Regions from separate parts of the Ovis aries genome. Here region 2 is linked to region 1. A link is a contact called in public Hi-C data. All regions are on one chromosome and are shown on one strand. The core of a region is the stretch at or near the end of the contact, and the rest is flanking DNA. Distances in the headings are between cores, read along the strand shown. Region 1 holds the start of PLIN2 (perilipin 2). Region 2 has its middle 35 kb from the start of PLIN2.

What was found. A called contact is a pair of places that touch in the nucleus more often than the background predicts.
Region 2: a contact with region 1 is called in a Hi-C map of retroperitoneal adipose tissue, with 2.2 times the contacts expected there. The contact joins the enhancer-like site here to the promoter of PLIN2 in region 1. A contact is called at or near these places in 10 of 16 Hi-C or Micro-C datasets (hypothalamus, liver, mesenteric adipose tissue and 6 more).

The regions. Positions count from the first base shown.
Region 1 is chr2:87,702,221-87,707,375 of ARS-UI_Ramb_v3.0, reverse strand. It overlaps PLIN2 (perilipin 2), which reads left to right and starts at 2,710. Exons shown (of 7, transcript NM_001104932.1): 1 at 2,710-2,753; 2 at 2,846-3,041; 3 at 4,981-5,063. The coding sequence starts at 2,724.
Region 2 is chr2:87,736,667-87,741,821 of ARS-UI_Ramb_v3.0, reverse strand. No RefSeq gene overlaps it. Among named protein-coding and RNA genes, the nearest start is that of PLIN2, 35 kb to the right of the region's middle. Within about 2 kb of position 2,526, at least 16 of the 54 cell types and tissues checked have an H3K27ac peak or open chromatin away from gene starts, as enhancers often do. A contact at or near this core is called in tail adipose tissue, where this site is marked.

The DNA of each region.
Region 1 (5,155 bases), core at 1,461-3,960:
AATACAGCCTGCCTCCAGGCTCCTGCCTACTCACCAGCTGCCTCCTCTTGCTCTAGATTCCAGAAGCCGAGGTGGAGGACATGACCCCACCTCTCCCTTGCACCTCCCACCTCTCCTTTCTCCTTTATCTTCCCTGGGAAAGAGCTGGGAGGCTGAGGCCTCCGGCGATGTCAGCAGATAACCAGCCCACTCACTCCGGGAAAGGTCCAGAGAACCCCCTACCCGGCTTGGGGCAGTTGCACACTCACATCATGATTCAAGTCCTTCCTTTTTACACAAGGAAACACCAGGACTCAGACGCTGAAGATTTGTTTCTTAAAAAAAAAAAAAAAAAGGTAAAGTACTCCCCCAAACAAAAACAATAGCAAAAACAAAAAAAAAGAGCCCTTATCTCTCAACTTAAAAAAAAAAAGCCATTTCGGGGACTGACATTCATAGAGGGAGGGGGCTTGTGTGTACCTATGACCGATTCTGTGAGAGTTGGACTGTGAAGAAAGCTAAGCGCTGAAGAACTGATGGTTTTGAACTGTGGTGTTGCAGAAGACTCTTGAGAGTCCCTTGGACTGCAAGGAGATCCAACCAGTCCATTCTGAAGGAGATCAGCCCTGGGTGTTCTTTGGAAGGAATGATGCTAAAGCTGAAACTCCAGTACTTTGGCCACCTCATGCGAAGAATTAACTCATTGGAAAAGCCTCTGATGCTGGGAGGGATTGGGAGCAGGAGGAGAAGGGGACGACCGAGGATGGGATGGCTGGATGGCATCACGGACTTGATGGACGTGAGTCTGAGTGAACTCCGGGAGTTGGTGATGGACAGGGAGGCCTGGCGTGCTGCGATTCATGGGGTCGCAAAGAGTCGGACACGACTGAGCGACTGAACTGAACTGAACTGATGGCCGATTCATGTTGATGTAGGGCAGAAACCAGCCCAATATTGTAAAGCAATCATCCTTTAATTAAAAAACAAACAAAAAGCTATTTGCATAGTAAACTTAGGCAGCTATCAGACCGCAGTGATTTGGGTTTTAGTCTTGCTGGAAGAGTATATTCTCAAGGCCTTTTTGGAAATTCCAATTCAACTTTAGACAGATGTTGAAGAAACTGACTTTAAAGTAAAAAGAGCAACACAATAGCCCTCTCAACATGTCCGTCATCCTTTAGAATTTCACAACACTTTGGAAGTTATTTGTTTGCTATAAATAGCAGTCCAAACGCCATTGTTTCCATTTTTAAAGACAATTCTATTCCCAGAACTGGTGGAAATTAACAGGTTAGTTACAGTGAGTCCCTCGCGGCAACTCCTCTGCTGCCTTTTGGTGGCTGAGTCGTTCAGTAGTGTCCGACTCTTTGTGCCATAGACTGTAGCCCGCCAGGATCCTCTGTCCATGGGATTCTCCAGGCAAGAACACTGGAGTGGGTTGCCATTTCCTTCTCCAGGGCATCTTCCCGACCCAGGGATTGAACCCTCATCTTCTGAATTAGAGGCGGATTCTTTACCGCTGAGCCTCCGGGGCCCCACTTCCTTTTACGAAACTACAAAGCCAGCGTGGGCACCCGCCGCATTTTCGCACGGGGATCCCTAGCACTCTTGATCCAGGCAGGGCCGCCCCCTGCGCCCCGGCAGAGGGCCGGGGGTCACGTGGCACGGGGGCGGGCGGGGGCGGGGCGGGTATATATTCCGGCGCGCGGGTCGGTGAGCTGTGAACGCAGCACAGACTCGCCGGACCTCCGTCCTTGGGCATCTGCTGGCTGGTGGGTGCGCGCCCCTCTGCGGTCCCTGTGGCTCGGCCAACGCGGGCTTCGGGCCAGACGCTCGCCTCGCGGCGGTTTCGGGACCCGAGCTGGGGAGGGGCGGTGTCTGGGCCCTGCGTTTCCACCCTCCCTTTTGTTCCTTGATCGAGGCTTGCTTTTCTGCTCGCTTCCCTGGTGCGTTTGTAGCTTCTTGGTTGGGTTGGGGCTAGCAGTTTCCAATCGACCCCAGAGGACATTAGTTAAAAGGAAACGCCTGAGAAAATCGTCTTAAAGATGAATTTTGTGGGGTACGCGGACGGGCTATTGATAACTGGCGCCTGATTTCCGCCTTCGGCGTGGTTCTCATTTCTGGTTAAATTGGAACTCTCGGCCGCAGAATGGCTCCGAAGGGATTGGTTCTTGCCTTCCCAGCCCTGCTGCTTACCAGTGAGGCTGTTTTGTGTAGGTGTGGGCCGTTGGGGACACTAAAGTGACATTTAAAAACTCCCTGAAAAGTTTCTTGATCCTTGGAGCACCTCAATGTCCCTTGAACTTGTCTCGGTTCTTTGACAAGAAAAGTTTGACTCTCCGCACCCCCACCCCAAAGTGCTCCATCTTGATCGGCCTGACTGGCCAAGATACCTTCTCCTTGAAATATCTCCCTAGTTTTTACATGCATGTTACCTGGTTAGCATTTTTGTGGATAGATGTTTTTCTTCAAAAGGTGTCTCTAATGTCCCGGTGGGGAAGGCATTGAATTGAACACTTCAAGTTGGTATATTGTACCCGTGAGCTTTGAAGCCTTCTTTCAGGACTTGTTTGCTCAGGGGAGACCTCTGAGAGTCAGAGGGTGGGAGCAGTTCAGATTCCACTGACTGTATCTTGAATTTTGCTCACTTGAAACCCGGGGTTGGAGAATTAATCTGGGAATCTTGTCACAGTGTTCTGAAATAAGCCTCTCTTCTGCAGATTTCTTCTTCTCCAGCAAGAAAGATGGCATCTGTTGCAGATGAACCACAGCTGGTATGATTTATAAATAGACGGACGATTCTTAATTCCTTTCCCCACCAGCCATGTTTTGTAGACATTAACTCCTCCCTCCCTCTTGGTTACAGAGTGTGGTGACAAGGGTGGCCAACCTCCCCTTGGTGAGCTCCACGTATGATCTGGTGTCCTCGGCTTACATCAGTACAAAGGATCAGCATCCTTACTTGAAGTCTCTGTGTGAGATGGCAGAGAAGGGCATGAAGACCATCACTTCTGTGGCTGTGACCAGCGCACTGCCAATCATCCAAAAGTTAGAGCCACAAAGTGAGTGTTCATTTTGGCCTCAAAATTTAGTCCCATATAGTCACTGCGACTGAGCCCAAAGCTGGTTTGAATAATGAAGGCTAGCCTTACGCCCTGAGCTTTCATCAGTCAGGGAATCCTCAGCCTTTCCTGAGACACATACTCCCTTTTCTGAGAACTGCCAGGTGATGCTCATTGTTATAGAAGGCTTGCTTCAGAGCAACAGCAAATATGATATTAAAAAAGAAATTCCCCAGAGATGTTTCTGTGTTGGCAAGTGAGATCAAACGGGGAATCAGTGAGTAAACTGAAATAACTGACTTCTTTGGGACTGCACAGTATACATGAACTGCTTTAAAAATAAATCAGTGTACAAATTGCCCACTTAAAGTGTACCATTCAGTGGCTTTTAGTATATTCACAGTGTTGTTTAGGCATCACCATGATCAATTTTAGAACACTGTCATCTCTCCAGAAAGAAACCCCTATTTGGGGTGAGGAAGAAGTCCTGGAAATGAGAGTGGTAATGGTTGCACAATATTATGAATGAGCAATATTGTGAGTCCCAGTGAATTGTACACCTAAAAATAGTTTAAATGGTGAAGTTTGTTATGCATATTTTACCATGTTTTTTTAAAAAAAGAGAAACCTTATTCTCAGTCACTCCACCAACAGCCCCCCCTTTCCCCAACCTTAGGCAACTACTATTTTCTCTTTATAGATTTGCATATCCTAGACATGTAATATGAATGGAGTCATAAAACATGTGGTCTTTTGTGACTGGCTAGTTTTCACTTAGCATAATGTTTCCAAATTTCATCCAAATTGTAGCATCATCTCAGTATTTCATTTCTTTTGAATATGGAATAATTTAATATTCTGTTGTGTGGATATATCATTTTCATTCATCAGTTGATGTTTGGGTTGCTTCTAACTTTTGCCTATCATGAGCAATGAATGCTAATGCAAACACTTGTACACAGGTTTTTGTGTGGACATATGTTCTTTCATATATATACTTAGGAGTGGCATTTTCCGTTTCTCCACATTTATTATCTGCTTTGGAATAAGGGGTTAAATCATTCTCTCAAATTATTCCATCATGGACTTTTAGGATTATGGGGAGCCTTTTGGAAATCAGCTTTCCAACTCTGCTGCTCTGCAAATGTTGGGCGTCGGTGGGGGAGCTTGGACTAAACTCTGGGTCTCGTTAGGGAGATCCAGGGTGCTGTTAGCACACTGTTTCCTGGTGATAACCCCAAATATACTGCCACCTACTGAATTAAGTGTAGGCAGAGATTAGACTTGGAGATGGCGATGGCACCCCATTCCAGTACTCGTGCCTGGAAAATCCCATGGATGGAGGGCCTGGTGGACTGCAGTCTATGGGGTCTTGAAGAGTTGGACACGACTGAGCAACTTCACTTTCACTTTCATGCATTGGATAGGAAATGGCAACCCACTCCAGTGTTCTTGCCTGGAGAATCCCAGGGACGGGGGAGCCTGGTGGGCTGCTGTCTGGGGTCACACAGAGTTGGACACGACTGAAGCGGCTTAGCAGCAGCAGCAGAGATTAGACTAGCATGGAAATGCTAATTTTGAGGGTTTTCAGATGCCTCATTCCCTGAATGAGGATTTGGGTGAAGCCTGGCTTCTTTTAACCTTAGGGGACAACTGATAAGGAAGAGGCTTCCTGGCCACCTTTCTTGTTGGCTTGTCACTCCCTCAGCTTGCTGCTCCCCTACCCCCACCACACACACACATCCTTATTTCCCTGTCAGTAGAAGGAAGCTGCTGGAAACCTGGCAAGGATCTCCTTTCTGAACTGGAGAAACCAGACAAAGTATTGTGTGGTAAATTAAATATTTTTTGCTGTTTTTCCATAGTAAGAATAAAGGTTCAAGTTATGTGTTCACTCTTACCAGACTATTAACATTTTCACCATTTGTGATTCTTCTAGTTGCTGTTGCCAATACCTATGCCTGTAAGGGGCTAGACAGGATTGAGGAGAAGCTGCCTATTCTGAATCAGCCAACAAATCAGGTGAGCTTGGGACAAGAGTGCTGAGGCTTGCCACCTCACATTTTTTAAGTTTTATCTGTTTAATACAGACTGTTGCAGGCCACAAACAGGCA
Region 2 (5,155 bases), core at 1,277-3,776, 35 kb before region 1:
ATATATATATCCCAATGAAATATTACTCAGCCATAAAAGAGTAAAATATTGCCATTTACAGGAACATGGTGCTAGAGAGTATTAGACTTAGTGAAATAAGTCAGACAAAAAAAGAGAATATGATATCACTAAAATATCACATGATATTACTAAATGTAGAATCTTAAAAATAATACAAATGAATTTATTTATAAAACAGAAACAGACCCACAAATGCAGAAAACAAACTTATGGTTACCAAAGGGGAAGGGAGGGTGGATAAATTAGGAGTATGGGACTAACAGATACATACCACTATATATAAAATACACTATAAGGATTTATTGTAAAGCACAGGGAAGTGTATTCAATATCTTATAATAACCTATAATGGAAAAGAATCTGAAAAAAAAGTATGTATATGAATAACTGAATCACTTTGCTATATATCTGAAACTAACACGATATTGTAAAGCAATTATGCTTTAATTGAAAAACAAAAGAAAGAGAAATGTAACTCTAAAAGATATGCAACTTTCTACTGTGCAATTTTAAAATTCTCAGACTCTGTTACAAGGCATTGCATTCAAAACAATGGATCTGAGTGTAAATGAAATAGCATGCTTCTGGATTTTCATGAAGATTTTATTAAAGCCTAAATTGCATACTAATCATTTGTACATATGCCTTGTTTTTATGCAATGGAAAGTACTGCCTAGACAATAAAATCTTTTGCCTAGCCTTGACCCCGTCTCTATGTTCCATCAGTCAGAGATAACCACTAGTCACAGTTTCTTATCTAGCATTTCAGAGATATTTAATGCATTTTTCTGCTATAAGAAAGCAAATCTTCAGTACTTACTATTTTATTTGGTCCTCACAAAAATTGTGCGAGGTAAACAGAAGGTTTCCTTCCCGATCACAGAAATGAAAATGGAGGCTCAGAGAAGTGAATCAATTATTATGACTCCGCTGTACAACTAATAAGTTGATCACACAGTCAGGGCTTTATTAAGCACCTCTTACATCCAGGCATTGGGTTGAGGGATAGAGACAGGACTCCATGCTCAAATGTATTATATCTTGGTTAGTTTGGGGGAGGCTTTCATACAATGTAAATGTGATTAATAGAGAAATCTTGATTCATGAGTATAATATACTCAGGGCTTCCCAGGTGGCTCAAGTGGTAAAGAATCCATCTGCCAATGGAGAGCCACAGGGGAGGTCGGTTCAGTCCTTAGGTCAGAAAGATCCCCTGGAGGAGGAAATGGCAACCCACTCCAGTATTCTTGCCTGGAAAATGCCATGGACAGAGGAGCCTGACAGATTACAAGCCGTGGGTTCACAGAGTCGAACACAACTGAGTGACTGAGCACGCATGATATACTCAACGCTATTCTGCGAGAGCCCAGAGGAAAGAGAAAAGTAAAGGTGGCTTTTCTAACTATAGTATTGCCTACCTAGGCATCTGGGTTTTCATTTTACAGACTTCTTAGGAAACACCAACTGTTATAAGGAAGTGTTGCTTTTGGTTTAATGTTTATCCTGCCAGGGAACTCCACCCTTAAATGATCTTAGTGACTAATAGGACTGGAACCAGTTCTCACTTACCAGATGCAAATTCTACTTACCAGCTTGTTTTTTGTGCCTTCTGCTGATTTGCAGTTAGGCAAATCTAGACTAAAGAAGTTCTTGAATGAGAATAGGCAATGATGCAGTTAAATTTGCTCTTTAATTTCAAAATTGGCCTGGCACAATGGCCTCACCTAAAAGTCATACAGTCAGTCGGTTGGTCTTATATTCCCTGACAGTTAGGGCACCCTCCCTGGTCACCCGCAGTGACTCAGAAGGCAGCTGCAGAGAACAGGAAGGCCTGAGATTCATGTGACCCACCATCGGCCTTCACCAGGGCAAACAAAGCAGATGGATGTCTCCAGCGGCCCACAGCTTTATGTTGCATTTCTGGATTTTTTTTTTCTCTCCTGCTTCAAACTGCTCTGAATTTTCTCCTTGACCTAGTTTCACCTGTGAAAAAATGCCATCCGAAAGGGCCTGCCGAGATGTTGTCTGGGCCCGCGTCCCTGAAGAAGGCCAACAATCTGTTTGCACACAAAAAATGGAAAAAATGTTTCTGTGCTTCAAAGATTACTGAACACAGTCTTTCCAAAATGAATCAGTTCCTTCCAGCAGGGATAATTTCCACTAATTGGGAAAACAAAGCTATCACTATTCAGTCACCAACCACTAGATTTCAGAAGAGACCACATGTCCTCACAGTTTCAGGCAGTTTTTCTTGGCCAGGTTTAAGCCATTGTTTCCCAAAGTGTGGCCTGAGGGCCACCTACATCAGAATCATGAAGATTAAGGAATCATTATTGCTAGAGAAGGAGCCAGTAGTCTGTGATTTTAACAAACATTTCAACACACACAACTCATTTTTATTTTTATTGGAGTATAATTGGTTTACAATGTTATGTTAGTTTCTGCTATACAGCGAAGTGAAACACGTATACACATATCCCTTCTCTCTCAAACGTCCCTTCCCTGCCTCCGCTCCTACTTGTCTAGGTCATCACAGAGCACCAAGCTATGCTGCCTGTGCTACACAGAAGCTTCCCAACAGCTATCTGCTTTATACATAGCAGTGTTTACATGTCAGGCCTACTCTCCCAGTTCGTCTCATCTTCTTCCCTCCCGTGTTCACATGACTGTTCTCTACTGCTGCGTCTCTATCTTCCCTGCAAACAGGCTCATCTGAACCGTCTTTCCAGATTCCATACATATGCATCAGTTCAGTTCAGTTCAGTTCAGTCGCTCAGTCGTGTCGAACTCTTTGCGACCCCATGAATCGCAGCACGCCAGGCCTCCCTGTCCATCACCATCTCCTGGAGTTCACTCAGACTCAGGTCCATCGAGTCGGTGATGCCATCTAGCCATCTCATCCTCTGTCGTCCCCTTCTCCTCCTGCTCCCAATCCCTCCCAGCATCAGAGTCTTTTCCAATGAGTCAACTCTTCGCATCAGGTGGCCAAAGTACTGGAGCTTCAGCTTTAGCATCATTCCCTCCAAAGAACACCCAGGGCTGATCTCCTTCAGAACGGACTGATTGGATCTCCTTGCAGTCCAAGGGACTCTTAAGAGTCTTCTCCAACACCACAATTCAAACGCATCAATTCTTCGGCGCTCAGCCTTCTTCACAGTCCAACTCTCACATCCATACATGACCACAGGAAAAACCATAGCCTTGACTAGACGGACCTTAGTCGGCAAAGTAATGTCTCCGCTTTTGAATATACAGTCTAGGTTGGTCATAACTTTTCTTCCAAGGAGTAAGCATCTTTTAATTTCATGGCTGCAATCACCATCTGCAGTGATTTTTGGAGCCCAAAAAAATAAAGTCTGACACTGTTTCCACTGTTTCCCCATCTATTTCCCATGAAGTGATGGGACCAGATGCCATGATCTTCGTTTTCTGAATGTTGAGCTTTAGGCCAACATTTTTGCTCTCCTCTTTCACTTTCATCAAGAGGCTTTTTAGCTCCTCTTCACTTTCTGCCATAAGGGTGGTGTCATCTGCATATCTGAGGTTATTGATATTTCTCCCGGCAATCTTGATTCCAGCTTGTGTTTCTTCCAGTCCAGTGTTTCTCATGTTGTACTCTGCATACAAGTTAAATAAGCAGGGTGACAATATACAGCCTTGACGTACTCCTTTTCCTATTTGGAACCAGTCTGTTGTTCCATGTCCGGTTCTAACTGTTGCTTCCTGACCTGCATACAGATTTCTCCAGAGGCAGGTCAGGTGGTCTGGTATTCCCATCTCTTTCAGAATTTTCCACAGTTTATTGTGATCCACACAGTCAAAGGCTTTGGCATAGTCAATAAAGCAGAAATAGATGTTTTTCTGGAACTCTCTTGCTTTTCCATGATCCAGCGGAGGTTGGCAATTTGATCTCTGGTTCCTCTGCCTTTTCTAAAACCAGCTTGAACGTCAGGAAGTTCACGGTTCACGTATTGCTGAAGCCTGCGTCTGAGGTCAGGGGCGGCAGCGGGGAGGAGCTACCCTGCGTCCGAGGCCAGTGGCGGCCGGGAGGATACATATGCATCAATATACAATATTTGTTTTTCTCTTTCTGACTTACTTTGTATGACAGACTCTAGGTCCAACCCCATCACTACAAATGACCCAGTTTTATTCCTTTTTATGCCTGAGTAATATTCCTTTGTATATACATGTCGCGTATATACAGTTGTACCATATCTTCATCTGTTCATCTGTCGATGGACATTTAGGTTGCTTCCATGTCCCGGCTATTGTAAATAGTGCTGCAGCAAACACTGGGGTACAATTGCCTTTTTGAATTACAGTTTTCTCCAGAGATTTGCCCAACAGTGGGATTGCTGGGTCATATGGTAGTTTTTTAGTGTATGTGTTTTTTTTTAAGGAACCTCCATGCTGTTCTCCATAATGACTGTACCAGTTTTCATTTCCACAAAGAGTGCCAGAGGGTTCCCTTTTCTCCTATAACTAATTTTTATGCATGAAATTAACTCAGCTAAGTCAGAGTTCACAAGCCTTCATTGGTAACATCAAAGGAGACAGTCCTAGGGAAGAGGGTTTTTGCTAATGCCTGCCCTGTTTTTACCTCTCTTTTTCCTTCTATCCCTGCCGAAATGCCATTTCTGAAAATATTGCATGGTCATTATAGAAGGAAAGAGAGGAAAGAAGGGCTAAGGAAATAGCCGTGTTCTCTCTCGATTGTGCTAGTGTGGGAATGGTTCTGTTGACTGAAGAAAAACCTCAGAATCTAAAAGCTGCAAGTTAAGTTTTATTCCTGGATCTTACCGAGGACTGTAGCCTGGGAGACTGCTTCTTGGATAACTCCGAGGAACTGCTCCGAAGAGGTAAAGGAGGAGCCAGGATATTTACAAGGTTTCTTTTATTTTATTTTTCTGGGGAAAAAAATGTGGTTGAACCTCAAAAGATTACTGCTAATCACAACAGACATCTCAAGTTAATGATTTTAGTGCTTTTCTAGGTATGCATGTATGAGAAGATACAAGGATCTGGGTTCATTAAAATTATTTCTTAGGAAAACATCTTAACTATCTAGGGCCAGGATCCAAAGCACAGAATACTTCCTGTTTTTCTGTATCTTGAATTCCCCATGGGGCAC